Linked DNA regions of Mus musculus: all the other regions are linked to region 1. Evidence: chromatin contacts called from public ChIA-PET, Hi-C and HiChIP or PLAC-seq data. All regions are on one chromosome and are shown on one strand. The core of a region is the stretch at or near the end of the contact, and the rest is flanking DNA. Distances in the headings are between cores, read along the strand shown. Region 1 holds the start of Ptger4 (prostaglandin E receptor 4 (subtype EP4)). Region 2 has its middle 68 kb from the start of Gm41258. Region 3 overlaps Gm41258 (a long non-coding RNA gene). Region 4 has its middle 15 kb from the start of Gm41258. Region 5 has its middle 40 kb from the start of Gm41258. Region 6 has its middle 66 kb from the start of Gm41258. Region 7 overlaps 5430437J10Rik (RIKEN cDNA 5430437J10 gene).

What was found. A called contact is a pair of places that touch in the nucleus more often than the background predicts. ChIA-PET counts read pairs in DNA pulled down with a chosen protein or histone mark. HiChIP or PLAC-seq counts read pairs in DNA pulled down with a chosen protein or histone mark.
Region 2: a Hi-C map of uterus shows a contact between it and region 1, with 4 times the contacts expected there. The contact joins the enhancer-like site here to the promoter of Ptger4 in region 1. A contact is called at or near these places in 10 of 39 promoter capture datasets (the 3T3-L1 cell line, HPC-7-derived erythroid cells, embryonic stem cells and 4 more), 3 of 15 datasets of contacts at CTCF or cohesin (the NIH/3T3 cell line, large pre-B cells and pro-B cells), 5 of 484 Hi-C or Micro-C datasets (CD4 T cells, bone marrow-derived macrophages, large pre-B cells and 1 more), 17 of 115 datasets of contacts at active chromatin or transcription factors (the 230-238 cell line, DN3 thymocytes, the NIH/3T3 cell line and 12 more) and 5 of 9 other capture datasets (adipose tissue, embryonic stem cells, liver and 2 more).
Region 3: an RNA polymerase II ChIA-PET map of effector CD8 T cells shows a contact between it and region 1, with 45 read pairs. The contact joins the enhancer-like site here to the promoter of Ptger4 in region 1. A contact is called at or near these places in 15 of 39 promoter capture datasets (the 3T3-L1 cell line, 3T3-L1-derived adipocytes, the C10 cell line and 9 more), 1 of 15 datasets of contacts at CTCF or cohesin (the NIH/3T3 cell line), 4 of 484 Hi-C or Micro-C datasets (bone marrow-derived macrophages, hematopoietic stem and progenitor cells, myeloid progenitors and 1 more), 13 of 115 datasets of contacts at active chromatin or transcription factors (the 230-238 cell line, CD8 T cells, the SCID.adh cell line and 7 more) and 4 of 9 other capture datasets (adipose tissue, embryonic stem cells, liver and 1 more).
Region 4: a contact with region 1 is called in an H3K4me3 HiChIP or PLAC-seq map of the SCID.adh cell line, with 32 read pairs. The contact joins the enhancer-like site here to the promoter of Ptger4 in region 1. A contact is called at or near these places in 14 of 39 promoter capture datasets (the 3T3-L1 cell line, 3T3-L1-derived adipocytes, the SN4741 cell line and 8 more), 4 of 15 datasets of contacts at CTCF or cohesin (CD8 T cells, the NIH/3T3 cell line, large pre-B cells and 1 more), 31 of 484 Hi-C or Micro-C datasets (the AML12 cell line, B cells, the C2C12 cell line and 20 more), 27 of 115 datasets of contacts at active chromatin or transcription factors (the 230-238 cell line, CD8 T cells, DN3 thymocytes and 20 more) and 5 of 9 other capture datasets (adipose tissue, embryonic stem cells, liver and 2 more).
Region 5: an H3K4me3 HiChIP or PLAC-seq map of bone marrow-derived macrophages shows a contact between it and region 1, with 11 times the contacts expected there. The contact joins the enhancer-like site here to the promoter of Ptger4 in region 1. A contact is called at or near these places in 9 of 39 promoter capture datasets (3T3-L1-derived adipocytes, hematopoietic stem and progenitor cells, hippocampal neurons and 5 more), 2 of 15 datasets of contacts at CTCF or cohesin (the NIH/3T3 cell line and large pre-B cells), 5 of 484 Hi-C or Micro-C datasets (bone marrow-derived macrophages, embryonic stem cells and uterus), 13 of 115 datasets of contacts at active chromatin or transcription factors (the 230-238 cell line, CD8 T cells, the SCID.adh cell line and 9 more) and 3 of 9 other capture datasets (embryonic stem cells, liver and macrophages).
Region 6: an H3K27ac HiChIP or PLAC-seq map of thymic regulatory T cells shows a contact between it and region 1, with 8 times the contacts expected there. The contact joins the enhancer-like site here to the promoter of Ptger4 in region 1. A contact is called at or near these places in 19 of 39 promoter capture datasets (the 3T3-L1 cell line, 3T3-L1-derived adipocytes, the C10 cell line and 12 more), 3 of 15 datasets of contacts at CTCF or cohesin (the NIH/3T3 cell line, large pre-B cells and pro-B cells), 9 of 484 Hi-C or Micro-C datasets (the G1E-ER4 cell line, the HPC-7 cell line, bone marrow-derived macrophages and 3 more), 17 of 115 datasets of contacts at active chromatin or transcription factors (the 230-238 cell line, the NIH/3T3 cell line, the SCID.adh cell line and 11 more) and 3 of 9 other capture datasets (adipose tissue, liver and macrophages).
Region 7: a Hi-C map of the N1E-115 cell line shows a contact between it and region 1, with 5 times the contacts expected there. The contact joins the enhancer-like site here to the promoter of Ptger4 in region 1. A contact is called at or near these places in 11 of 39 promoter capture datasets (the 3T3-L1 cell line, 3T3-L1-derived adipocytes, the C10 cell line and 7 more), 2 of 15 datasets of contacts at CTCF or cohesin (the NIH/3T3 cell line and large pre-B cells), 3 of 484 Hi-C or Micro-C datasets (the MNK3 cell line, the N1E-115 cell line and bone marrow-derived macrophages), 17 of 115 datasets of contacts at active chromatin or transcription factors (the 230-238 cell line, CD8 T cells, the NIH/3T3 cell line and 10 more) and 4 of 9 other capture datasets (adipose tissue, embryonic stem cells, macrophages and 1 more).

What each region holds. Positions count from the first base shown.
Region 1 is chr15:5,242,793-5,245,721 of GRCm38.p6, reverse strand. Ptger4 (prostaglandin E receptor 4 (subtype EP4)) reads left to right here and starts at 1,535. Exons shown (of 3, transcript NM_008965.2): 1 at 1,535-2,039; 2 at 2,527-2,929. The coding sequence starts at 2,024.
Region 2 is chr15:5,740,710-5,743,638 of GRCm38.p6, reverse strand. No RefSeq gene overlaps it. Among named protein-coding and RNA genes, the nearest start is that of Gm41258, 68 kb to the right of the region's middle. Within about 2 kb of position 1,553, at least 2 of the 459 cell types and tissues checked have an H3K27ac peak or open chromatin away from gene starts, as enhancers often do. A contact at or near this core is called in pro-B cells and uterus, where this site is marked.
Region 3 is chr15:5,693,708-5,696,636 of GRCm38.p6, reverse strand. All of the region lies in intron 2 of Gm41258 (a long non-coding RNA gene), which reads right to left. Among named protein-coding and RNA genes, the nearest start is that of Gm41258, 21 kb to the right of the region's middle. Within about 2 kb of position 1,431, at least 13 of the 459 cell types and tissues checked have an H3K27ac peak or open chromatin away from gene starts, as enhancers often do. A contact at or near this core is called in CD8 T cells, the SCID.adh cell line, effector CD8 T cells and 1 more, where this site is marked.
Region 4 is chr15:5,657,543-5,660,471 of GRCm38.p6, reverse strand. No RefSeq gene overlaps it. Among named protein-coding and RNA genes, the nearest start is that of Gm41258, 15 kb to the left of the region's middle. Within about 2 kb of position 1,466, at least 13 of the 459 cell types and tissues checked have an H3K27ac peak or open chromatin away from gene starts, as enhancers often do. A contact at or near this core is called in the G1E-ER4 cell line, the N1E-115 cell line, the SCID.adh cell line and 2 more, where this site is marked.
Region 5 is chr15:5,632,439-5,635,367 of GRCm38.p6, reverse strand. No RefSeq gene overlaps it. Among named protein-coding and RNA genes, the nearest start is that of Gm41258, 40 kb to the left of the region's middle. Within about 2 kb of position 1,442, at least 1 of the 459 cell types and tissues checked has an H3K27ac peak or open chromatin away from gene starts, as enhancers often do. A contact at or near this core is called in bone marrow-derived macrophages, where this site is marked.
Region 6 is chr15:5,606,287-5,609,215 of GRCm38.p6, reverse strand. No RefSeq gene overlaps it. Among named protein-coding and RNA genes, the nearest start is that of Gm41258, 66 kb to the left of the region's middle. Within about 2 kb of position 1,530, at least 15 of the 459 cell types and tissues checked have an H3K27ac peak or open chromatin away from gene starts, as enhancers often do. A contact at or near this core is called in the SCID.adh cell line, bone marrow-derived dendritic cells, bone marrow-derived macrophages and 2 more, where this site is marked.
Region 7 is chr15:5,571,694-5,574,622 of GRCm38.p6, reverse strand. The region is part of intron 2 of 5430437J10Rik (RIKEN cDNA 5430437J10 gene); the gene reads right to left. Among named protein-coding and RNA genes, the nearest start is that of 5430437J10Rik, 77 kb to the right of the region's middle. Within about 2 kb of position 1,417, at least 1 of the 459 cell types and tissues checked has an H3K27ac peak or open chromatin away from gene starts, as enhancers often do. A contact at or near this core is called in the N1E-115 cell line, where this site is marked.

The DNA of each region.
Region 1 (2,929 bases), core at 286-2,785:
CATGTTCCCTTATACAAGTAAACACAATTCTGAGTACTTCTCTAGGCTGAAGTTAGTTGAAATCGTAAAATCTTGGTTCTCTCACTACTCGTTTGTTTCTGAGGCTTGCTGAAGAATCATAAATTCTTGGCAGATTTAAAAAAAAAAAAGATTTATTTATGTGAGTACACTGTAGCTATCTTCAGACACACCAGAAGAGGGCATCAGATCTTATTACAGATGGTTGTGAGCCACCATGTGGTTGCTGAGAATTGAACTCAGGACCTCTGGAAGAGCAGTCAGTGCTCTTAACTGCCGAGCCATCTCTCCAGCCCCCATAAATAACAGTAGAGGCATACCTACTTGTTTCACACAAGATTCAAGCCACCTAGTTACCCGGTTAGATGCTAAGCATGGAGTGAGGTTTTTGTAAGAAGTTGAATTGTTCAGAAAACCATACTACAGTCTCATTGTGTAGTTTTTAAAGGATCTGGTGACAGGGTTTTAATTGCCCCCTGGTGTTTTCCGATCTTAAATTCTGTTTTTTAGGAGAATAGTTGATAATTAAGAAATGATTGTTCCTCATCAAAGAAGAAGCCGAACAAACTATAAACCAAAGAATAGGGAAAGGCAAATAGACCTTTTCCGAGTTAACAAAGAGGCAACGCCTGGAAATTCGTTAATTTGCTTGAATTTCAAACCCCTCTCATCCCGCAGGTGAAGATGGCTAGCAGAAACTGAACAGGAAAGCACTTGTTTCAGCCTTCCTGAGGAAGAATGCTCTCTCTCTACAGTTAAACAGTCCCCCTCAACTAAATCTCAGGTGTGCCTGTGGGCCACAGGTCTCCAAAGAAAGCCCTAAACTCTGCCATCTAAGTGAGAAGTTGCAGTTCCGTGTTGCTCGCCTTCCTCCCCGCCTCCGCTTTGGTGCCCTATTGAGCGCAGCTAGGGCACTGCCAAGTAACTCCTTTTATGGTGAGAGGATGGATTCTTAGTCGCCTCCCCGCCCAAGCCTGGTACCTACTCACCGTGCCTCTGCCAAGTCCCACCCGGAGCTCTCGGGCGTACACACCCACGGACAACCACACACCCACTTTTCCTCTCCGCTCTGTGGCTCCCGGGTAGAGCCCTAAAGCAATTGTCCCGACATCTCAAGACCCACATGTTTGATCTGTGGGTGGAAGATGCGAGAATTTAACCACTCTAACCCGCAGAGCAATGTAGACCAGACACAGGTCCCAGCATCATTCCCGCTAAATGCCCAGCTTGGGAGTGGCGAAGCTCGAGCTGGCGTTTCCTGGGGACTCGATCTGGGGGGTTTCGGTACCTTCGAGGGAGGGAAGGCACTGAAGCTGCACCCGCAGCCGGGTGGCACCCCCGCAGGTCCCTCCAGACCTCCGCAGCTCTCCGCCCCGCCCTCCATCACCGGGCTCCTAGGCGGTGCTAGAGGAGGTCTCGCCCCGCCCCCTTTCCAGATCAGCCAATGGAAGCCCGGGCCGCGCTATGACTGTCTCCGCCCCCTCCGGGGAAACTTGCGGGAGGAGAAAAGTTTGTTCAGAGGCTGGAGACGCCGAGAGCGAAGCTCGAAACCCGGCAGCGGGAGAGGAAGATGAACGGCCTCAGGTCAGAGCCCCAGGCCCAGTGGACCCCGTGCCGCCCCCAGAGCCCAAGGAGCGGCCTCAGCGGCAGCCGCCTTCTCCGGTAGCTGTCCGTTCAGCCCGCTGCTGGGGAGGAGGGAGCCCGGACCTACGCTCTGTTCCACCTGCACGCGTGGCGGCGACACACCTGGACGCTGACCTCCCGCACTAGACCTGCGCGGGCCCTGCAAAGCTGAGACTCGCCTTTGAAAGGAGGAGGCGTTAGTAAATCAAACAAGAAACCCCAGACTGGTCTTCACCGACCCATCCCGCTAGCCTCTCTGGCTTTCCAAGCTTTTTTGAAAGCAAGATACTCTGACCTCAGTTCCGGAAAGTTGGCAGCCACCGAGCCCCGGTTCCGAGACAGCAAAAGCTTGACAAGTTCCGCACTGCGTGGGAAGAGACTGATGGCTGAGGTTGGAGGTAGGTCCTGAACATCTGAGGCCTGAGCCTTGGGCACACCGGGCTCCTAACCCCACCCTACAGGTAAGTCGGGATGGAGGTCTTTGCGTGTTCAGGCGCTCTTCCGGGAAACCAAAGAACAGAATGTCCCATAGTGTCCCAAAATGTCCATAACTTCTTTCGATGAGCATTTTATCCATTCTGTGGGGAATATCACTAGGGAGTCACTTTTCCCTTGAGAAGGGTCTTGCTCATCTCGGCGAGGGAATGAGCTGATTATGGAGCGGTGGGGGTGGGGATAGGCGGGAAATAAATATATTAATGTCAGCAGAGCGGTGCTCTTGACAGAACGGATCCAGACCTTGGGAATTTAAGTAGTCACAGTTAATGAGTAGCTACCGATGAGGAAGTTGGATCTGGGTGCTCTCCTTATCTCTGCGACACAGCATTTTGGCCATGGGTCGAACACCTTGCAAGTGGTAAATGGCTCGTTTCTCTTTCTCTCTAGGTACCATTCCTAGATCGAACCGTGAGCTCCAACGCTGTGTGTTACTAACCACCACCATCATGTCCATCCCCGGAGTCAACGCGTCCTTCTCCTCCACTCCGGAGAGGCTGAACAGCCCGGTGACCATTCCCGCAGTGATGTTCATCTTCGGGGTGGTGGGCAACCTGGTGGCCATCGTAGTATTGTGCAAGTCGCGCAAGGAGCAGAAAGAGACGACCTTTTACACTCTAGTATGTGGGCTGGCTGTCACTGACCTTCTGGGCACCTTGTTGGTAAGCCCGGTGACCATCGCCACATACATGAAGGGCCAGTGGCCCGGAGACCAGGCACTGTGTGACTATAGCACCTTCATCCTACTTTTCTTCGGTCTGTCGGGTCTCAGCATCATCTGTGCCATGAGCAT
Region 2 (2,929 bases), core at 304-2,803, 500 kb before region 1:
AACCAGACAACATAAGTACAGACACGGAAAACAGTTCAGCCTCAGATGAATATGGCATACCATAACAATTTACACTGGAAAAAAATCAGACCATATGCATTTCTCTCTCACACATCTCATGTTTGATGATATTCCTTAGCTTCATGAATTCCTATAAAAATCACAGAGCAGTTCATTTTTCTGAAACCAGTAGCAGGAGTATATCACAGTAAAGAAGGAAAGAACTTCCAGGAAGGCCTGCCTGTATTTGCTGAGCAAGAAAGGGGTTATCAAGGTTATTGACTGAGAAGCAATGTGTGAGAGATTGTAAATATCTTAAACTGTTATCCAATTCCTTTGCACTAACATTGTGACTCCATTTTCAGTCAGTGGGTTAACTGGCTTTGTTGAAGAATGGGTCATGGGCTAGACAGAATGCTCAGAGGTTAAGAGCACTGAATTCTCTTCCAGAGGACCCAGGTACAATTCCCAGCACCCAGGGGGCAGCCCACACCTGTCTGTGACTCCAAGATCTGACATTGTTTTAAAATTCGATTTTTAAAAATGTATCGCAATATAATTAAACATGTGCCTTGTAAAATCCCCCCTCCTCAGATGTTTTGTAAGTTATTGGTTTTATGTTTTGAGATTATAATATAATTACATCATCCCCTCTTTCCCTTTCCTCCCTCTGAAACATACCATATACTTCTCCTTGTTCTCTATTAAATCTGTGATGTCATTTATCATTACTAGTTATACTTGCATGCGCACACATATGTATATGTATGTATATATTCCTAAACAAATAAATAAACCCCACTCAGTCTATATTACTTATACATGTATTTTCTTTATCAAATAAATGCAAAGATGAGTAAGCACTATATGTGCTTGTTAAATAACTCTAAAAACAATGATTAGATAAATCAAAATAAAAGAGCAAGAATAGGGTTTACTTTCCTTCCTCTGTTTTTCCTTGTTTTCTCTTATCTTTCTTATATCATCATTATTTAGGAGACAAGGTAAACTTGGGGACGGGATGATTCTAGAAAATGAGCCCCTGGTTTACATGGTCAGACATACTTCCCTAATCCAACACATGCTGTGTTCCAAACTGACGCAGGAAACAGGACCAGAGAAGAGAGCTGAGGCTGGAATGTTCACAAATAATTATAAACAAAAGCATGGTTTACTTTGTCTTTAAAGCTTTGGTAGTCAATCATGCTCCAATATCAAAGTCCTTGCAAGCACTCAGCCAACGTGGCACCTGTTTCATTCCCCAGTGCAAACTGCGTTCCCACTCACACACATCTCACAGCTGAAGGATTCCACTTCCTTTGTGGGCTCTACTCCACCAATTTGAAAGATGGCACAGCAGAAATGGACCTGTTAATAGATTACTATTGCAGGTTCCAGTGGTATGCTAACACCCAACAGAAATATATACAACAGGGCTGAGTCGGGTTATTATTTTTGGGTGTGGGGAAGAAGTCATCTATAGAAACACACTAAATACATAAACAGTTGAGAGCCTATTTTCTCCCCACCTTGCAGAACACACTTCCTGGTGTGCAGAGTGGAACCTTATTCTTGCGGGTAATTTAGAGTCACTGGAGCGTTATACTGACCTGCTGCAAGCACTGTTTGTTACTTGAGGAAAGAAACAAAAGAGAATCCATGTTGTATTCTTCTTCTGGTTTTGCTTTATTGCTTCTATTGTTGTTGTTTTCTGTTTGTTGTTTATTAGTCCTGAGGATCACTAAACAGCTCAAGCTGGCTTCAAACCATGGCAATGCTCCTGCCTCAGCCTTCCAAATGCTCGGATTCCATGACTCGCCACCTGCTGCTGTCTTCTTTTCACCTTATGTATTTACTAAATGTGTACTCTTATGCTTTAGAAAACATTTTCACTTGTTGAAAAATAACCCAAAGACGACAGGGGTGAATGGCTGAAATAGTACAGATAACACAGCTCCTACTCCCCCCTGCCCAGGTCTCAAGTCCAGTTGCTGAGAGGAGCTATTCTGCAGATCTGCCCAGCAGTGCCTCAGGGGGTGTTCACATGAAAGATATAAGGCTATGAGAATTTTGATAATTTGGTATTGTCCTATTTTATTTATTATATTTCCTTCTGGTTCTGGGTTTATTTTTCTTTGACATTTTGTTGCCACATAGTTATGGTAGTCCTTAAACTTTCCTACATAGCCTACCATGGACTCAAATTTCTGACTTTCCTGTTTCCACCTTACAAATGACTCAGATTTCAGATGTGTTCTATGAAACCCAGTTTCTACTATTAGGAATGGAACCCAGAGCTTTGTGAAAGCTAAGTGAGCAACCAGAGAAACCTAACAGAGCTACATCGTAAACCATTGCATTTCTTACAATTGTTTACTTAACCATATACTCTAAAGTGTATTGGCAGAACTACCTCATATAATTAAATCATTATTTGTGTGTATAAGTGTGCGCACATACTCATTCATAAGCCTATGTATGGAGGTCAGAGAACAACTTTCTAAAAACTGGTTTCTGCTTTTCCTTCCACCAGGTTTCTAGGGATCAGGCTCAGGTGTTCATGCTTGTGGATCAAGCACCTTTACCCACTGCTCTTTCTAGGAGGCCCCACCTGACATTCTTTAACAGCAATTCAATATTCCCTTCTGATTCTAAAGTGATCTATTTAACCAGTTCTTTCTGAAGTATATTTTACAATGTTGCTAACTCCACAATTCTGCATTTGCACAGCAGTTAACAGCTTCCTGAGCACAAGCTGGCATGGGTCTCCTAGCAACAGGGAGACAATATTTACTATCTTCCAGACACTGTTACACGTGCTTTCTGCACTTGGTTCTCATAACAAGTGTTTGAAGTCAGGATTAGTTCTATCTCCTTTTATTTAAGAGACACAGGGTGGAGGGTGTATGAGAGGTTTTTTTTGTTGAGC
Region 3 (2,929 bases), core at 182-2,681, 450 kb before region 1:
CAGTCTGGCAGTTCCTCAGAAAATTGGACATAGTACTACCGGAGGATCCCCAATATCTCTCCTGGGAATATATCCAGAAGATTTTCCAACTGGTAAGAAGGACACATGCTCCACTATGTTCATAGCAGCCTTATTTATAATAGCCAGAAGCTGGAAAGAACCCAGATGCCCCTCAACAGAGGAATGGATACAGAAAATGTGGTACATTTACACAATGGAGTACTATTCAGCTATTAAAAACAATGAATTTATGAAATTCCTAGGCAAATGGATGGACCTGGAGGGCATCATCCTGAGTGAGGTAACCCAATCACAAAGGAACTCACACAATATGTACTCACTGATAAGTGGATATTAGCCCAGAAACTTAGAATACCCAAGATATAAGATACACTTTGCAAAACACAGGAAACTCAAGAAGAAGGAAGACCAAAGTGTGGACACTTTGCCCCTTCTTAGAATTGGGAACAAAACACCCATGGAAGGAGTTACAGAGACAAAGTTTAGAGCTGAGATGAAAGGATGGACCATCTAGAAACTGCCATATTTGGGATCCATCCCATAATCAGCTTCCAAACGCTGACACCATTGCATACACTAGCAAGATTTTGCTGAAAGGACCCTGCTATAGCTGTCTCTTGTGAGACTATGCCGGGGCCTAGCAAACACAGAAGTGGATGCTCACAGTCAGCTACTGGATGGATCACAGGGCCCCCAATGGAGGAGCTAGAAAAAGTAACCAAGGAGCTAAAGGGATCTGCAACCCTATAGGTGGAACAACAATATAAACTAACCAGTACCCCCCAGAGCTCGTGTCTCTAGCTGCATATGTATCAAAAGACGGCCTAGTCGGCCATCAGTGGAAAGAGACCCATTGGTCGTGCAAACTTTATCTGCCTCAGTACAGGGAAATGCCAGGGCCAAGAAGTGGGAGTGGGTGGGTGGGGGAGTAGGTGAGGGAATGTGTGGGGGACTTTTGGGATAGCATTGGAAATGTAAATGAAATAAGTACCTAATTAAAAAATAAAATAAAATAACAAAAAAAGAAGCAACTATATAAGCTTCTAATTTTCACAAATATCTAAAGTAATTCAACAATTTAATATTGGTCACATAAGCACAGGAGAGAGAAATTTCAAAACAAAACATACTGTAATGCTATGACAAGCAGTAATAATACTTCATATTCTACTTTCTAGGAAGAGAGCGTGCTAAAACAAGAAAAATGGGAAAATATTGGAAGAGCCATCACATTAGTGAAGCCAGTCTCTGAACAGGGCTAGGAGAGAAGATTCCCACAGCACCCAGGCCTATGCACTGACACCTCAACGTTTTAAACCCCAAAGTGTCAAAGGTGTTGGGGGTGATGTACTGTCTCTCAGGCCTCTGAATAACAGTTTCAAGTCAGAAAGGGGTTTTCCACATTAGCCGCAGCTGACCACAGCTGACTAATGAGCTCCCTCACTTCCTAGCTACCTTCTTCGCTGGTTGATGTTCTCACCAATGGAGATGTTTACTGTATTTTGGGCATCCTAGGCTCTTCATTAGCCACATGTTCACTTAACACACTAAAATTTGTTAACATTTCTGGTGCATAAGTTCTTCCAATGTAAACTGCATACCATGAAGACTCTCCTCTTGCTAACTACATGTAGCTGAAATAGAGTGCTGGGACATGCCAAATGAATATTAGTCTGAAATATGAAGGAAGACATGCTGTTAAAACAGATACAAGCATTATTCTTTTAACACTTTGCTAGCTATTAAGTGATGAGACTATTGATTTTACATTTTGTTTACATTCATGAAAATTATAATATGGGTAATTCTGTTTACTTACCCAATGAATTTCCTAAGGACCCTTTTTAAAAACATATAATATTCAGCGAACCTGTTTCCCTCATCCTCCTCTCTCCCTGCCCAGCCTCCTGTCAGTCACTGCCATTTCCATAAACAACTATGCTTCTACTTTTCTAACATAGGTAATTGTGTCTTCTCTTTTCTATAATTTGAAACTCTGGGTACACTATCTTCCATTTGAAAAATTACACTTTATTACGTATTCCATAAGAGACAAAATTTTCTTCTTCTTTTTCTTGCCTCTGTGATGGTGTGCCATACTACCATTTAAGCCATGGGTGCACTTCCAAAAGCTTAGGGCTACTCCTTTGTCATATTTCTAAGCAACAAAAAATGTCTTTTAGCCCAAGAAGCTTTTTTCTGTCATATTTTTTTCTCAAAAAGGAGCAGAATGCATTTCCAAGTATGTAGTATTAATGTTACCTGTTTCTAAGAACATTTAAGATAATATTTAGATTGAAGAACCAACATTCATACATACAATCTAAGTTGTGGAAGAAAAGTTCAATCACAGAGAGAGAGAGAGAGAGCGAAAGAGAGAGAGAGACAGAGAGACAGAGAGACAGAGACAGAGAGACACAGAGAGATAGAGACAGAGAGACAGAGACAGAGAGACAGAGACAGAGAGACAGAGAGTTTTCTCTCTCAGTATTATAAAAAGAAGCCAAAAGCCGATATTTAAATTGGTAGATCTGAGTTTTAGGCTGTGAATCTATCTAGCCTTGGCTGTGGAAACCACATATACCTACAACTGAGTTACTTGGTCTGCATAATAAGAGGAAATAGAAACAGGCTGTAGATATAAACCACAAAGATCTTCATGATGAGAATGATGAGAATAAAGCTCTAAGAAAATCATCATAAGAGACCTTCAGGGCTAAGAAATTATACAAAAGAGACATTATTGATTTCATGGAAACAAATAAAAAGGGATCAAATATCTACATACAAGATCTGTCAATTCCTCTACATTCTCTTTACATCTACATACTAGATCTGTCAGTTCCTCTACATCCCCTTTACAGGGCTCCTAGGCTTTCAGGATATCTCTCCACAAATCTGCTCACTA
Region 4 (2,929 bases), core at 217-2,716, 410 kb before region 1:
TATGTTAATTCACAGTCAGAAACACAATATATCTTTAGATGTCCCACATTCTTTATAAAATTCTAACACTACTACTGGATTGCTCCCCAGGTCATATTCAGCTGCCTTTCTTACACCTCCCAGGACCACTGGTCCAGGGTTGACTCTGCCTACAGTGGGCTGGGCTCCCCCTCATAATCACCAATCAAGAAAATGCCCCATAACCTTGCCTATAGATGACTCTAGCTTGTATCAAGTTGATTCTTCTAAAATAGCCAAAACAGGGTCTGTTTCATGCTTTGACACATATCTCTTTCTGATTACAGGTATTTAATCGTTTTCTTACAAATAGTAAGTTTTGTTCATGAAAACACACAAGGGGACATTTTATTTCAATCTTTGACCACACTTACCAGCCACTCATGTATTTTATTGACAGTATTGTCAATACTACAACTGAAACTTTTAAGCACATACTTACAGAGCATGTCTGTGACACAGACATCAGCTTGCAGAGAACGTTTGTAAACTTTATTAAGTTGTAGCTGCTTCCTTACTACACCTTTTCTTCATGTGCTCTGATTTCTCGCCATAGATATTATCCTATAATGAATCAATATTTAAAGTCATCTCCATTCTTTAATTTTGAGATTTTGTGAAAGATATCAACACATAAACAAATGAACTCTAAGCACTGGAGGTATTTGTCGCTTAAGGAAAAACTATCTTCAACATCTATAACATCTTTCTTTACTAATATAAGTAATCTTATAGCTTTAATATAGTTAATGTAGAGTTCCCTAGCTAGTGGATAGTAATATGTTAGTTTTTATGAGTTTATTAACATTAAATGTCCTTATCCTAAGTTAAATAAACTTTTAGAATGACTTCATGAGGTAAAATATTTCACGCATATAAAGCTACTTAGAAATCTAAAAGATATAGGAAATAAATCTAGCTTCTGTGTATCAAACACAAAATAATTTTTTTCATAGTTCCAATACATTGGCAATACGTGGAAAATGCATTAAAAGCCTGCAAGTAAGAAAAAGTAAAAAAAAAAAAAAAAACAAAAGCAAAACAAAAAACATGTTTGGCATTTGGCATATATAACAATTACAGTAGAATCACCAAAACATACTTTAATATCATTTTAAAATGCGTGAATATAAGTATTTCTGTTAACATACTATTAAAGTCAAGATAAGACCTTGCAGAAATTATCCTGTTTCCTTGTTTAGAGAATGGCTTAAAGGGCATAGGAAAGGATTATAAGTCTTCATTTCAATGGCTGGAAGGGAAAGCAAGTGAGAGTTTTGTCTCTCAGAGCGCGTTGGTGGCAGATGGAATCAGAGATTACATGATCCATGACCTTAAGAAGCCACAGAAAAGTCAGTCTTGCCTTTGAACATAAAGTACAGACTGACTTTCTATTACCTCTGCAGCAGGGAGCAGGAGCCTGTCCCATTTTTATCTGTACCGTACAGGGTTTGCTTATCTGGACGTCTCAGTGCATCTTGAAGTATGGTTGCTCTCAAGGAGCTAACCTTTGCCACAGCACTGTGGATAATCCAATCTGCTGAGTGTGAGAGCCTCCTCAAGCAGAAGCAAACAAGAAGCAGCTCTGAAAACACTGGGAAGTAAGTAAGAGGGCATTCCAAGATCTGATCCTAGTGAATTTCCCTAACTCCCCGCCGTAAGATAAAAACACCTATATTGGAATTTATTTGTCATTCAGTTCTGAGGTCCAAGACCCGTTGATTCCTTGAAATTATTACTCTTATGGTTTTCCTAGAACAAAAAAGTAAAATTCCGTAATAAAAGACTTTAGAAAATGATAAACCATGGGCTTGGGGTTAGAGTTAGGCCCTGTTTCTCTGTTTACTGCTTCTTGTTCTAATATTTTTCAGTACTTACTTTTCTGGAATGTCTCAGCAACTTTCATCAGTATATGGCTGTGGTGAGAAGAAAGTTTCCTTGAATTGTCTGTATTCCCATTTGGAAATACAGTAGTCCATTTTACTAACCAAAGTTCATTCATCTACACAGGAAAACTCCTATTCTGGGAACTGAACCTTCCACACCCAACCACACCCAAACCTTTCTCCTAAACTGGAATTGATTTCTGGGGGATTGAAACTTTTGGGAACATTCTGAGGAAATTTGGATTAATTAGAAATTTTAACAAAGGCTTGATGTGGAGAAATAGTGGTGATGGAGAAGAGAACATGAATCTCTGGGAAAGGGTGACCTTTTCAGTTGTATTTTTTTTATTTTTGAGATTATAATATAATTACATAATTACCTCTTCCCTCTCTTCCCTCCAAATCCTTCTGTGCACCTCCTCCACTCACTGTCAAATTAGTGGACGCTTATTACATATTACATATTAACCTGTTACATATGTGCAATCTGTCTAGTCTGTGTAACATCACTTGTAGGAATACATTCTCAGGGCTGAGAATTTGCTCTTAGATCACCAATTGGTATGCTCTTCTCCAGGGAGGACTTTCTTCTACTATCAGCTTTTCCTAGTTGGTTCTAGTTTTTTGTTTGTTTGTTTTGTTTTGCTTTGTTTTTGTATAGGGTCTCTGTCTATTGCAAAGATTCCTTGGTACAGGGCAAGAACTACACTTATTTGTGTATAAAGACAAATATTTAGAATGCATTTAAAGATTATGGTGTCTTAGTAAAGTAGAGGCTGTAGCTTCTCCAAGATACATGAGTTCATTAGCTCAGGGCAGTTGGCTTCAGTGCTAGACATGATTTCCCCCTTGTTGAGTGAGTCTTTAATGCAATAGAGAGTTGTTGGTTACTGCCAAGGTATGTGTACTTTAAAAAAGAATGTTATATTCTAAAATTCCTAAGAAACATTGAGCAGCCTGCTTTTGTATATTCAGATTGTTTTATCTTGAATATGTTCCTGGCATTAGGTTTAGCAAATCTGGTC
Region 5 (2,929 bases), core at 193-2,692, 390 kb before region 1:
GATGTTATAGACAGGAGGTGGCAGGATGCTGACCTTCAACAAAATATTTACCCTTTCTGAGTGGTTGAGAGAGAATGGAAGATAGACTACCACCCATTTCAGTAGCCATTGTACTTTTTTCCTTCCCTTCCCCTAGCCCAGCCTGTCTCCCACACCCCCTCTTTTTCCCTCCCTCCCTCCCTCCTCCTCCTCCTCCTCCTCCTCCTCCTCCTCCTCCTTCTTCTTCTTCTTCTTCCTTTCTCTCTCTCTCTCTCTCTCTCTCTCTCTCTCTCTCTCTCTCTCTCTCTCTCTCTTTTATTGGTATTTTTCTAACACTCCCAATCACATTATATTTGCATTTGGAATTTCATACTCAAAAAGAGACACATGCATATAAACTTAAAAGCTTTTGACTGGTAAGTTATCTGAGTACTTCACATCTGATAGAATATGCCTTTACTAATTCAGACCCTGCATAACAGATCAGAGCAATGGATGTAGAATTTGCATCCCCAAATCATGAAGAGAGCCTTCCTATAACTTCAGTAGTAGACTCCTGGTCATTTGGCAACACGTACTTTATAAAACATTTTGTTTATAATTGCTATGTTGTCCTTAGATTGGATGCTAAACATCAAAAGAATCAAAATGTCCAAATATCAAGTCCAATTAGGAAATGTCTCAGCACAATTTATCTTGGTACCAAATTTACTTTTCTCTGAACTTCAAGACCAGAGATGTGGGTTTGATCTCAGACCACTGTGTTAGGCTGGGCTCACTGTTAACTGTCCTATTCTGTTAACTCGCTATTGCAAGGCTGGAAGCAGCCATATTGCTTCCAGCACATCTAAATCACAGGATGGACTGACTGTACTAAACAAACAAATCTCCCTAATTATAAATTATTAAAAGGGGCAAAGGACTGAGAATACTTGTACCAGAATACTGAAATTTATATCACCACATTCCAAAGTGTAGAATTTAGAACAGATGAAGAGCTTCAATTCTGTTTCTTTAAAATATTTCTTTGTTGTGTTTTTTCTGGTGAATTGAACAAACAAGGAATGAGCTTTGTCTTATAGCAGATATTTGTTCATAGTTTTGATATTTTTTTTCTTTTGTACCCTCTGTGGTGTTCTAAATAGAAGCTGGCTAGCAATGGTTCTGTTAACTATAGGCATTTTATTTCTGCTTTTTTTATGTGAGCATTTTCACGATCTCATCCAACTAAGTTTCTTCTTTGCCTGTCAATTACCATAGAGTCTTTCTCTTTATAATGGTTCAGCTTGTTTTGTTTGTCTTTAACTCATGATTTGATTGCTTTGATCATGTGATGTAGAGGGAGTAAGAGAGGGGTAGCTAAACTACAAATTTAATTTGGGAATTCTGCTATGCAAAGAGAAGAGCCAGTAACTCTGTCATGAAAGGAAAGAGGAACCAGAGGTTCCTGGTAATGAACATGACAAATGTAGTGGATTCCACAGAAATGAAAGGAAAGGGAGGAACATGTCCCTGATTCATGCTGCAGATATGATAAGGAGTAAGACTGAATTTTATCCAGAAGATGGAGCATGGCCAGTGAAGGCCCATGAGAAATGGATTGAAAACAGTTGTGAAGTTGTGATGAGTACGGATAATAAACATCCTTTGTTAAGCAAAACTACTGATCCATCCAATTCTAAAATCGATTATGTGTCTTCCCACCTTAGAATATGAATATACTGCTTTTGCCAAAAGCTGTCATTCACATCACTAACACTTTTTTTACATTTATTTTTTTTAGATATTTTCTTTATTTACATTTCAAATGTTATCCCTTGTCTTCTTTCCACTAGATGGTTTTAGATCCTTTGTCAAAGATCAAGTGACCATATATATGTGGGTTCATTTCTGGGTCTTCAATTCTATTCCATTGATCTACCTGTCTGTCGCTGTACCAGTACCAAGCAGTTTTTATCACAATTGCTCTGTAGTACACCTTGAGGTCAGGCATGGTGATTCCACCAGAAGTTCTTTTATTGTTGAGAATAGTTTTTGCTATCCTGAGTATTTTGTTATTCCAAATGAAATTGCAATTTGCTTTTTTTTTTTAACTCTATGAAGAATTGAGTCTGAACTTTGATGAGGATAGCATTGAAACTGTAGATGTAAGATGGCCATTTTTACTATATTGATCCTGCCAATCCACGAGCATGGATGAACTTTCCATCTTTTGGGATCTTCTTCTGTTTCCTTCTTCAGACACTTGAAGTTCTTGTCATAAATATCTTTCACGGCCTCAGGAGCGGAGGGAGCCATCTTGTTCTGAGACTCCGCCCGAAAAGTAGTCTGCACAGGTGAGAGTGTGCACACAGAAGCGAACAGCTTCTGTGACAGGCCAAAGCAACACAGCTTCTGGGAAAGGTCCTGTTTTGGGCCTTCATCTTCCGCCAGAAGGGAGGTCCAAATGGCAGATATCTGTGCACCTTCCCTGTAAAAGGAGAGCTTGCCTGCAGAGAGTGCTCTGACTACTGAAACTCAGAGGAGAGACCTAGTCTCCCAGGTCTGCTGATAGAGGGTAACAGAATCACCAGAGGAACAATCTCTAAACAGAGACAACTATAACAACTAACTCCAGAGATTACCAGATGACGAAAGGTAAACATAAGAATCTTACTAACAGAAACCAAGACCACTCACCATCATCGGAATCCAGCACTCCCACTTCGCCCAGTCCAGGGCACCCCAACACACCCGAAAAGCTAGACCCAGATTTAAAAGCATATCTCAGGATGATGATAGAAGATATCCAGAAGAACTTTAATAATTCACTTAAAGAAATACAGGAGAACACTGCTAAACAGGTAGAAGACATTAAAGAGGAAGCACAAAAATCCGTTAGAGAATTGCAGGGAAAACACAACCAAACAGGTGATGGAATTGAATAAAACCATCTAAGACCTAAAAAGGG
Region 6 (2,929 bases), core at 281-2,780, 360 kb before region 1:
TTTTCAATGAGTGGGTGAGAAGAGATGATAGAATTCATCAGTTAATCCAATTGAGAGGAAGAGAGAAAACCTTGAATTTGCATGAATTAGTTACAGCAGTCATCAACAGTGTTTTGTAGAATGAGTTTGTATATAGTACCCAGTGCAACATGAAGCAGCATAGCTTAGAGCAGAGCTAGAACATGATATGGGTGCCTAGGACAGGGAAGCCACCCAACATCTCCTGAAGGAAGAGAAGGAGAATAAAGGGGAGAGTAAGTGGCCATGGCTGTCATACAAAACACCACAGACTGAGTGACTTGGACAGAAGAAATAGATTTTCTCATATTTCTGGAATTTAGAATCCAAGTTAAGGTATTAGGAGTTTTAGCTTTCCTTGAAGCTTCTCATGCTGATATTCAGATTGCTAGCTTCTTCCTTTCTCTGAGCACAATCACCCTTAATTTCTCTATATATTCAAGCCCCCATTTCTCATAAAGAAAGTAATTTTGAGACTAAATGTGGCTACACCATATTAACCACACATAAATTTACTTGCCTCTTCTAGTGGCCCTATCTTCAAATACACTCATGTTGTTCAATATTTGGGTTAGGACTGTAATGATGAGCTGAGGAAGGAAATAAACTTTGGTCCAGAGGGAACTACAAGCTTAACTGCAACTGAGCACCATCTGCCATTCATGTCACTGTCCCCATTTTTTTCCATTGGAGAATGGATTCTAAAGCTCCAAGTCCTTGGGTAAAATAAGCAATGACCATACACACAACACATACATAATACATACATACATACATACATACATACATACATACATACATACACACATGCACACATACACACACATATACACATACATACATACATACATACACACATGCACACATACACACATATACACATACATACATACATACATACATACATACATACATACACACACATGCACACATACATGCATACATACATACACACATACACACATGCATAAGCATTCATACATCTATATCCCTCCAGCCATCCTTCCTGGACAACCTACTGATCAAAAGAACACCAGGTCAACCATGAAAACAAAATGTAGGGCATCCAAAGCAAGATGCCCTCTGCACAGGCAATAAGTGCCTCCTGGAGTCTTCGGAACAGTCCCCAACCAGAGAAGAAAACAAATGAAGAGAAACAACTTCAGCATGAGGGTAAAATGAAGGAACCCTTCAGGACTCCTATGGTGTGACTCTTAAGCACAATAGAAAACAAGCAGATCCACAGGATTGCTACTGGGAGATAGAATGATGTCATCTCACAGAAAATAGGTGAAAAATAGACCTTTAAGACCTTCTGTCCTGTCTCTGGGTTCATATAGAACACTTATTTTTACTATGCTTATGTAAATTACATTCATGGGAATTCCCCTGATCTGTTGTCTGTTCCTAGAACATTCTATTTTCAGTCTCATTAGTTCTCCATACAGCATGAGCTTCGCTGATGACCTTCCACAGCAATGTGACGAGTTGGCTGGTGAAGCCCTGTCAGCTGCATGAGCTTTTGGTTCCTCAGCAGCAGTTGTGGGATTGCATGCACAAGACAGTGGATGCAAAGTGTTAGCTTTCAGCTGACAGATAGGAGCTACCAACCCAAATCAGGTGATAGTCTCTATTATGGGAATCACATAGGTCATTTCTCAGTTGAAATCTTTGCCACGGGGAATTATTTACAGACCTTCAAGAAATTTGTTCACTTCATTTTATGAGGAACTAGTCACACCCTAAGTACTTCTGACAACGACCAAAAACTCTGATCTTTTAGTACAAACTAGGCACCATGTGATGTCGACAGTATCAGCAGAACACATGAATGCTCACCCTAACCTTTTACTTCTTCCCTGGATACTTCTTTTGACAATGTACAGGGTCTGCTTACTATAATAGCTATAGTGGTAGTAATAACAATCACAATAAATTAGGAAACTCTGCCTTCTTTTTCCTTTATTTTTGAAAAAATACATTCATACAACCATATTCTGATTATGATTTCTCTTCTCTCATCTCCTTCCATCTCCTTTCCATATCCCTACCCACCCAACTTTATATTCTCTCCCCCCCCCCGCTCTCTCTGTCTCTGTCTCTCACACTCTCTGATAAGAAAACAAGAAACACAAAGGACCCACAAACATTTTTAAAAAGCAAAAAGCAATGACAAAAATTGCAAAAATAAAAGACAGTGAAACAAAAAGTCCAAAATACCCTTGACTTTATTTGTGCTCGCAGTTTGTTCCTGAGCATAAGTGCAGTTGGTTTAACAGGTGAAACTCCCTTTATCTACAGCTGACTTTCCTTTTGCCAACAGATATCAATCTCAGACAGCTTTTTGTTCTTTTCTTTTTTTCTTTTTCAAGACAGGGTTTCTCTGCGTAGCCCTGGCTATCCTGGAACTCACTCTGTAGACCAGGCTGGCCTCAAACTCAGAAATTTGTCTGCCTCTGCCTCCCAAGTGCTGGGATTTAAGACATGCGCCACCACTGCCTGGCTTCTTATCTCAGTGAGACTGTGTATCCAATCCCCTCACTTGGTGTTGGGACCTCCATTTGGCTTGTTCTGTTTGTATACATATTGCTACAGTTATGAGTTCATATGTACATCCACCCTGTTGTATCTGGAAGACAATGTTTTCTTAGAGTCATCTATCCCCTGTAACTCTAACAAACTTTCCTCTTCAAGTTTCTGAGCCATGAAGGGAGGGCTTTGATAAAGACATCCCACTTAGTATTGAGTGCTCCAAAATCTCTCAATCTCTACAAGTTATCCAGTTGTGAGTTACTATCTCACAACTACTTAACAACTGGTTAAGACTGAGCACTGCTCTGATCCATGCATATAGCACCATGACATTAGAATTGTTTTATTGCTATGTTTCTTTAAGAGAATAATAGTATTA
Region 7 (2,929 bases), core at 168-2,667, 330 kb before region 1:
AAGAAAGAGTGGAGCTAGCCTGAGAGAAAGAATTGTGCTGAGTCAGCAAAGCTTGAAGGCTTCAGCCATTAAAGCCCTTTGACATCAGACATGGAACTACAGAATTTAAAAAAGGAAAAAAACAAACTGTCCAAATGCCAATCTTAGGCAGGCAATTCCTCAACTGAGATATTTTCTTCCCAGGTGTGTTTAGGTTTGTGCCAAGTTTACAAAAGCTATAGGTATGAGAGGAACTAATCCCAAGAAAGTCAAATCTCTTGAAGGAAAAAAAAAAAACCACACCTTGGGGCATTTTTTTTTTTTTTTTTTTTTTTTTTTTTTTACATTTTCCTTACATGCTTATTGGCCTGGAAAAGAAACAAGGAACTATGAAGGCAGCATTGAAAACAGAAAGAATTTGAGTAAGAACTAAAGATAGAGCAGTTTTGTAAGGAAATAAAAAAATAATTTCAAGGAATACAAATAGTTCATTCAAAACACTGGATTTACAACTATCAGAGGGACAAAGCACATCACACAATGGAAAATAATTATATAACAGAAAATAATAACTGACTCTACTGTGAAAGATATGAAGACAAACATAAATATCTATTACAGCTAGAATCCAGCTGGTATCATCTAAGATGTCTTTGTCTGACCTCTCCACGATTCAGAGGTCACACACACTACAACAGAAGGTACACTTTCACATTCTGCATTAATTATCTCATACTGAACAAAAGGTAGGATATTTTTTCATCAGTTGCAGAGTGTATCATGGAAGCAAGGATTGTAATCTCTCACAAAATTCTAATCATCAAGCCAGATCCTGTGAAGCGATGTGCAGAACTGAGTTTCCATCAGGACAACATCAGATCCATTTTCACTGTTATAAATTCATAGGTCTGAGAATGCTAGAAATTACAAATTATTGGGTTTTTTTCTTTATTTCTCAGAGCTAGAGTATGCTTTGTGCTTCTTCTGAGCTTCTGATAAATTATGAAAACTCATTGCATGTAGTCTGACCAGAACCTTGGAGAACAATGCTAAATAGAATTAATCTATTAAAGGAAGAGCTGACTCATAAATTAAGCCAACCAAATCTCAGAGTACTTCCTGTACTCAAGATAGCATGCTGAGGGTCTTTGGAGTCAAAAAGCATCTCATTTGAACTCTTTTGCAGACACTGACTAACGACTACTTTCTCCTTGTTGCTTGTTTGACTTCTTTACTTCTGGTACATTTTCACAGCTTATTTTTTACTACCCCTTTCCTGTCTTTACATCAGATTATCCAGTCAGCATAAGCAGTCAAGGGACTCCACTAAAGCAGAAAAAGAACATATCAACTGCTAATCAGCCGTCTTCTAGAAGTTAAATCACATTTTAAAATCTGATAATGTTTTGAAAGTTATATCTCATTCTGAAATAAATGCTAAATTGTATGTTTAGCCATAAACAGTGATTATTATTTGTTTGGGATAAACTGACAAAGACAAAAGCCATTAAGTGTAAAAAAATTTTTAGGAATATAAAACTGAATAACAATGTGTCTGGCCCATATTACAATCATAGACTTCTACTTCTTGGTATTTATTCATCTGGAACCTTTTCCAAATAAAAATAGAACTAATTAGAAATAATCAAGCCAATCTCTCACAATACATGGAAAGGCCAGACTAAGATCAGAGTAAATGAAAAGAAGAAAATGTGGCCAAGACTACAAGAATAAACAGTAAGTGAAAGAAAATGAGCTCCCACCACTGTCTGGTCATGTTTTTTTTATGAAGGTTGAATGGTATCTGACTTTGCTAAAGTGATTTGGCTAAGTGTGTCATGGGGGAAGGCAGACAGGTACATGACAGACTGAAGGAAAAGCAGGTTCTTTGGAGAAACTTTTGGCTAAAAGCACCACAATGAGGGAAGAGACACAATGGAGTCAACAAAGCCTCTTCTTATATCAGACTTAGCTTTATGGGTTTTTACTCATATTATCTTCAAGAAAGCACAGTCTTTCTAGGTCTCTTTTGGGCACCTGTGTAGACAAATACTCACTTGACCTCTCTGTATGAACATTATGAGGACAAATGAATCTGTATATCAAAGTTGAAGTTTTCACATATTAATTTCTTTGTAATACTAAAACAGCAAAGAGGCCATGATTGTTAGCAAAGACTATAATGTGACCATAGATGAGGAGAAGATCAACAAGGTCAGCTGAAGTAGAAGTTGCATCTCATAAGAGGCATGTGACACTGCAGAATTGTCAACTTGTCTAGATTTGAGTCGTAGTCTGTGACATGGCACTTGATGAATGTATGCAACTAAAACATTGTCTAGTATTCAGCTTCGCTGTCTACATCATGTAAAAGTATCAACTTCATGATTTTTTGTTTGTTTGCTGTCTAAAAGCCATTACTTTAAAAACATCTAAACAATCTCCAAGATAATTAGTTTATACAAATGCAAACGGTAATCACACAAACATTACAAATAAAGTGTGAACAAGAATTTATATCCACAAATAAGCAAATATTTGTAGATTTGTTATTAATATCTCTTGTACTCCCATTGTAGATTGATTTGAAATGAAATATTAATTTGAATTGTTTGGTTTGATTTGGTTTGGGTTTGGTTTGTGTGAGATGGAATCTCAAAGTGGTTTTGATTTGCATCTCTCTGGTGGCTGAAGATGTTGAACATTTCTTTCTGTAAGTGATTCCCAACTGTAGTTCTCTCTACTGACATTTTTCTGCTTAGACCTGAACTCCATTTTTAATTAGATTATTTTATTTTTTATATTGTTCCTTGAATTCCTTATATATTTTGAATGTGGATATATGGATGAATATGGAATATGAATGAATACATATTGGATGTGAAATTGGAACAAAATCTTTTTCCAATTCTGCAGGCTGCTGCTTTGTCTGAATAACTGGGTCCTTTGT